Linked DNA regions of Mus musculus: region 2 is linked to region 1. A link is a contact called in public HiChIP or PLAC-seq data. All regions are on one chromosome and are shown on one strand. Each heading gives the region's core, a stretch centred on a gene start, on an enhancer-like site or on the middle of the called end of the contact. The rest is flanking DNA. Distances are from core to core; before and after follow the strand shown.

Region 1 (3,328 bases), core at 697-3,196:
TGTATATGCACAAATTGCGCAGGTGCCCATAGAGGACAGAAGAAGGCATCAGATCCCCTGGAGCTGCAGTTACAAAACACTCTTATTCACTGAGCCAGCCATCTCGCTAGCCCTGTAGCCAAGGCTAGCCTCTGAGTGACCCTTCTGGTCTCACATCCTGAATCCTGGAATTACAGGCATGTGCCACCACGCCCAACTCTCTGGACATTCTTAGCAACTAAATCACTTGTTGTACTCGTCATATATCTCATTTATTGTTTTACAGCTTGTCAGTTAATGAAAAATGAAGGTAGAATTGAAATAATTTCTTGATAAGCAAAAGAATGTTGGGCAGGGCTTACCTAGGATAGGAAGCTCTGTTGAGAGCTTCTGTAGGCGGCTTCCTCCCCCATCCCCCCGAAGTCAGGAAATTCCTGTGGAGAGGAGTTTTCTAGTATAGACAACCAATTTCATGAAAACTTATGTGTTTTCCCCATTTAAAAATTTCCCAGGAATCAGCAAAACTATAAAACTGTTAACATCGGATCAAATGAGTTCATTTTCTTTCTCAAAGTGTCTTCTAAGAGGTTCTAAGATGAAAAAAATCAATCAAACAAACAAAAAAAAACAAAAAACAAAAAACAAACCAGAACTGGTCCATTGTGTCTTTAAAAGATTTATTTTTACTTTTATGTGCACGAGTGTTTGTCTGCTTATATGTGTGTATATCACATGTATATTGTGTCCACAGAAGCCAGAAGAGGACGTTGGATGCCCTGGGACTGGAGTTACAGGTGGTGGTGAGCTGTTGTGTGAGTGCTGGGACACAAATCCAGGTCCTCTGAAAGAGCATCCAGTACTCTCAACCATGAGCTGTATCTCCAGCCAGATTCCCACATTTATATCACTGTATTTGCCTTACCTTTTAGTAGAATGGAATATTTGCAGAAGGGAAACATGAAAAAAAGAAAGGAAAAGGTTGTGTGGGAGACTACATTCACAAGCAACAGAATATGGTATGGAAATTACCTTGTCTTGGCTGCATCTTGTGTGCACCATTACTGTTCACGAGGAGAAAATCCTAACTAATGGCAAACTGTTCAGATTAGCCAAAACAAGCCAGAGAGCAGAGTACAGAGGTGCACATCTGTAATCCAAGCACTCAGGGGGTGGACACGGGAAGATTAGGAAATCAAGGTTATCCTTGGCTATGCAACAAGTTAGAGGCTAGCTTGGGTTACATGAAACCCTGAATCCAAAATTAATAATAAATACATAAATAAAGCAGGAAAGATGAGTCTTCAGGCCTAGGGTAGAAGAGTTTGTACTGAGATCAGGCCTTGGGTTTGATCTCTACTGTGACCGTGAACAGATGAAGACATAAACCAGAAGGAAACTAACCTGCAGAACCGCCGAGGAAACAGAACAGCAGACATAGCCACGACGTCCCTTCCGAGCTCTCAAATTCCACCATTAATGAATGAGTGCCACGTGGAGCTTATCAAGGAAATATGTGAAGCAATACAAACTTAGAGTGCAAAGGTTATGTATGAGACATTAACCCTGACTCCATAAATGTCACTCTCTTTGGTTTATGAGTTGTCAGTGTATTTAAGCACAGGAGTGTGCAGGTGCCTGTATGTGTGAGTTCAAATTGATGGTTGGATGTATGTCTTCCTCTATTGCTCTCTACCTTTTTATTTATTTAGTAATTTATTATTATTATTATTATTATTATTATTATTATTATTATTATTATTATTATTAATTAGGCTGCCAGTGAAACTGAAACTTGCTGTTTTGGCTAGCCTGGCTGTCCAGCATGACCCAGGATCTCTCTCTCTGTCCCTGGCACTGGGGTTAGAGGCACTTCCTACAGCACCTCGCTTTTGCATGTGTGCTGAGGATCCTGACTCGTGCTTATATAGCAGACACTTAACCCACTGAGCTAAACTGCAACCTCCAAGCTACATCATTGACTCACTTGGTCTTTGTGCCTGACTCATTTATTCTCTCCAGCTAACTTCAGGCACCTTAGTATAATCTGATCTCTGTCTCAGAAGCCCCAGCGTTGTTTCCTGTATACACACACACACACACACACACACACACACACTTTACACTTCACACCGTGCACTCAGTCACTAACTCTCATCACATTTTCTCATGGCTCTCTGAGTTGACACATGGCTCTTCCACACTTAAAGACTTCCACCCCCATTTTGGTAATTCCTCTAAATTGCATCCTGTCCTTTAGGAATCCTTTCTGGACTTTCAGAACTGGAGTCCAATGTTCTTCATCAGAACTTTGACTAGAATACTTAGCAAAGCAACTTCCTCCTCACACAGCATTGTGGAGCCGGAAGCTGCGGTTGCAACATCTTGATTCAGCAGCTTCCTGACTGATTGGGAGGAAGGAGGCTGCAGAGCCAAGGGCAGAGGGTGACTAGTCATCCCTGGGAAGGCTGGCTTGAAGTCACAGTCAAGACCAAGAGCTGTCTTCTCAATGAGCTGTTAGAAGCAGTTAAGAGGCAAGACATTTGTGGTCCAAGGGGTGAGCCTGAGAAGACCTCAGAGGCAGAGTGGGCAGGAGTAGGGTGAGGAGGTCATAGATGCTGTGTTGATCCTTTTATTGATCTTCAGATTTCTCCACTCCTCATACAATAGACAACAAACATTATTGAATTGAATTGGACCCTGCTAGAACAGCCTTTAAAATTCTTCTTCTTCTTCTTCTTCTTCTTCTTCTTCTTCTTCTTCTTCTTCTTCTTCTTCTTCTTCTTCTTCTTCTTCTTCTTCTTCTTCTTCTTCTCCTCCTCCTCCTCCTCCTCCTCCTCCTCTTCCTCCTCCTCCTCCTCCTCCTCCTCTTCCTCCTCCTTTTCTTCCTCCTCCTCTTCCTCCTCCTTCTTCTTTGTGTGAGTGTGTGTGTGCATGCGCACACAGGTATTTGTGAAGGCCAGAAGAGAATGTTGGATTCCCTGGGGCTGGAATTCCCTCCTCACCTATAGTGTGTGTGAGTGTGCAGGTATTTGTGAAGGCCAGAAGAGAATATCAGATTCCCTGGAGCTGGAGTTACAGGTGGTTGTGAGGTGCTAATGTGGGTGTTGTGAACTGAACTTGGGTCCTCTGGAAGAACAGTGTGCACCTTTAACTACTGGGCCATCTCTCCAGACATATCCTCCCTTCCTCTCTTCTTCCTTCCTTCGTTTCTTTCTTACTTTTGTATGCATGAATGTGTGTGTTGGTGTGTACTCATGCCATAGTGCATGCACGGATGTCAGACAACCACTGTGGAAGATGAACTTGTCTTTCTACCTTGCAGGTCCTGGGTGTAGCTGAGGTTGTCAGG
Region 2 (3,413 bases), core at 744-3,243, 300 kb before region 1:
GGGCAGCCTAAACTACCTAAGGAAGGCCCTGGCTCAAAAGAACAGAAACAAAGTTGGGGATGTGGTTTTGGCAGAGTGCTCACCTAATATGCATGAGAGGCCCCGGGGTCCATTCCAGGTGTGGTAGTACCCCTGTGATCTGAGTACTCAAGAAGTGGAGGCCAGAGAGCCAGGAGCTCACAGCAAGTTCAAGGCCAGCTAAGGCTACATAAAGCCCTCCCTCAAAACATACATACAAAGCACTGCTTGTTTTCATATGTATTTTTTAAAAAATAAATGCATGCAGTATGGATAAAGGAAACAGCATTGTTCATTCAGCTCTGAGAGTCCACATTGTGGCGGCTCATGCCCACAACCAAACTGCGGCAGGCAGGCCTACCACAAGTTCAAGGCCAGCATAGGCTACAGAGTGAGACCCTGTCTCAAAACAAAAGAAAATAGCCTTATGTCCCTGGCTACTGGCTATACATCAAAACAACACAGAGGAGTCCATGGTGAACACTGGGCCGCCATATCCAAGTGCATGAATGGGTGAATCCCAGCTGACCTGGGTTTCCCTTCCATCCCCTGACCCTGAGACTCTATGAACCCGGGAAAGTCTGTGGTAAGTCTGCAAAGTCTGAAGTCTTTCACAATCTATGAGCATGAGTTTCCATGGCGCCTGCTGGCTGCCCACTCCCCGTCCATCGTCCACACAGCCTGGGGCTTACCTTCTGAGGAGCAGTGAGGGGAACGCTGGTCTTGCCCTCAAGGCTGACGACTACATCTCCAGGAACCACAATGGGGTCAGGTTGGATCGTGAGGCTTTTGATCACTGCAGGGTCCTTTCCTTCATCACAGTTATCCCAGGAGAAGCCACCAAGTTGGGAAAGCTAGGGACAACGAGACAGCAAGGAGAGAAGTGGAGGAAAAGAAATGTTTCAGCATACAAGAGTTGGAGGGAGGCCTGCCCATTCCCCTCTGAGCTCCATGGTAACAGTCACACTTGTCTGACCCATTCTTCAGGCAAAATGCCAAAGTGCAGGGCCTAGGCCCATTATATCAGACCTTGAACTTTAAAACTAAGGGGGTTGGGATGTCGCTCCGTTGGTGGAATGTCTACCTGGCATATTGGAAACCTTAGGCTCTATCCTTGGCATGACACAAACCCAGTGTGGTGGCAGGGGCAACACTTGGGAGGTAGAACATCAGGAATTCATGGTCATCTTCAACTACATAGCCCATGTCAGGCCAGTCTAGATACACAAGACCCTGTTCTGGGGCAGGGCAGGAGAGAGAGAGAGAGAGACTTAGCTAGCTGTATGGGTGCAAGCCCATAATGTAAACACTCAAGGGAAGATGTGGTCATTCTAAACCAGCCTAGGCTACAAAAGAAGGGAGGGAGGGAGGGAGGGAGGAAGGGAGGGAGGGAGAGAGGAATCACCCCTAGCTAAGGAAGTATTGGCAGTGGTGGCTACAGAGAGGAGGAGTCATTATACCTTGGGGGCTTGTGATACTCATAGATAGCCATGTCCTAACCCATGCACATATGAGAAGCAATAATTGGACTCAGTGGGTTATTAAGAGAAGATAAAAATGGCAGGCAGGTGCGCTGGATTGAAAGGGAATGTGGGATTGGATACGATACAGATACATTGTATACAAGTCAATGAATACAGAAAATACTCTATTTAATAATGGTATTAGCCTCATTTAGCTTTGAGGGTACCTTCTCTGAGCTCTGACCCTGCCACCCATTTCTCTCCAGCTAGCTTTGGGAGGTCACCACAAGACAAGCTGCTGAAAGTCACCCTTGTATTCCATGCCCATGAGCCTGATTATGCCCCACCCCTTGTCCAATCCTAGGTCGGCAACAAGGGGGAACAAGGAGAAAGAACACAAGGAGAAACAACAGTAACCCAAGCCTCAGCGTCCAGGGAACAAGACCCACAGGACAAGATCTACAGGAGGTCCCTCAGTGACGAGCAATGACTTTCTCACCTTACACCCACATTCTTACTCCCCTGTCGTGAACCACACCATAGGCACAACCTGAGTCACCCACCACTCCTCTGCAGAGGAACTTCTCAAATCTTCCTCCACGTGACCTAGATCCAACAAATGTGACCACCAGCCCCCAGAACCTTAGGATCTGGGATTCATTCTACACCTCTGTCTGTCTGTTTGTCTGCCTGTCTGCCTGTCTCTCCCTCTCAAAACACACTCACATGCCCCACCCCCAAAACCCCCTACAAAGACACTTAGCACTGCCATTATCCACACACAGCCTTAGAAAATCTGCCAGCCTGGCCTCCATCTTAACCCATTCATAACCATCCGGACCCAGAGAACACCTGATCCGTGCTAGACCACAGCTTCTCTCTGCCAAGCCTTGGAATTATGACACAAGAAGCTGTGTGTGTGACCCTATGGCCAGAGGCAATGTATGTGACCCTTATGACACAAGGCCTGGCACTGCCTTGGGTCAAAAGTTTTAAGGTGGGTTCCAAGCACGTACACTTGCGGCTCAGCTCCAAGTTGAGTTGAGGAGACAAGAGTAAGAGCCCCTCTGTCCTATGGGAAAGGAACACAGAGTCAGTCACCTATATGATCTACTACAGCACTAAAGGAGCCAGGCATGCTGACATACACCAGTCATCCCAGCACTAGGGAGGCTGAGGCAGGAGGATCTCAAGCTTGAAGGCAGCCTGGGCTACATAGTGAGACCCTGTCTTCAAAAAAGAACAAAAGGCAATCTAAGACCAGCAAGACCAGCACAGGGCACATGCCTGTAATCCCAGCACTCGGCTCTGATGTTCAAACTCATCCTCAAACACACAGTGAGCTCATAACCAGCCTGGGATGGAAAACAAGCATCCCAGGGACCTGGGACAGGTATGGCTTTGGAGTGCCAGGCAGGAAGCCTAGGTTCCAGTCAAACAGACCTGGGTTGGAATCCCAGCCTGGAACACATACAATTGGAGTCCTGATTTCTGATTTCCACATCTTTTAAGTAGAGGCATTTTATATCTTCCTCCCAGAACTGTTGCAAGGTGAGAACACGTATGTGACAACTCATGACATTGTGTCAGACACAAAGCATGAGCTGGCTCACTAAAACACAGCCATGTGCCTCCCTGGCCTCTGTTTCCTGCCACCAACTCCGTGAGATCCATGTAAGCCTGTTAAACTCCATGTTCAAGCTTCTTGGCATGGGCTTCTGATTCCTGGAATGAAAGGCCACACTGTGACTAAGAAAGGCAGGGCCAGGGTAGGTACCAGCAGGTATTTTGCTCAAACTTCATTCCATAAGTATTTGTGAAGCGACTATTTCAGGGCCTGGACTGAGGCTTTGTAAACAATAGGAAGCAGTTCTTCCCTGCCTTGTGGGGCTTATAGTCTAGTGTAAATAAGTGTTCCCCAGGCTGGCAGTG

Evidence for each region. HiChIP or PLAC-seq counts read pairs in DNA pulled down with a chosen protein or histone mark.
Region 2: a FOXA1 HiChIP or PLAC-seq map of pancreatic cancer cells shows a contact between it and region 1. The contact joins two enhancer-like sites. A contact is called at or near these places in 1 of 484 Hi-C or Micro-C datasets (olfactory sensory neurons) and 2 of 115 datasets of contacts at active chromatin or transcription factors (memory CD8 T cells and pancreatic cancer cells).

The regions. Positions count from the first base shown.
Region 1 is chr11:54,801,044-54,804,371 of GRCm38.p6, reverse strand. No RefSeq gene overlaps it. Among named protein-coding and RNA genes, the nearest start is that of Cdc42se2, 15 kb to the right of the region's middle. Within about 2 kb of position 1,946, at least 146 of the 459 cell types and tissues checked have an H3K27ac peak or open chromatin away from gene starts, as enhancers often do. A contact at or near this core is called in pancreatic cancer cells, where this site is marked.
Region 2 is chr11:55,101,046-55,104,458 of GRCm38.p6, reverse strand. Gm2a (GM2 ganglioside activator protein) reads right to left here. Exons shown (of 4, transcript NM_010299.3): 2 at 711-872. Among named protein-coding and RNA genes, the nearest start is that of Gm2a, 4.8 kb to the right of the region's middle. Within about 2 kb of position 1,993, at least 21 of the 459 cell types and tissues checked have an H3K27ac peak or open chromatin away from gene starts, as enhancers often do. A contact at or near this core is called in pancreatic cancer cells, where this site is marked.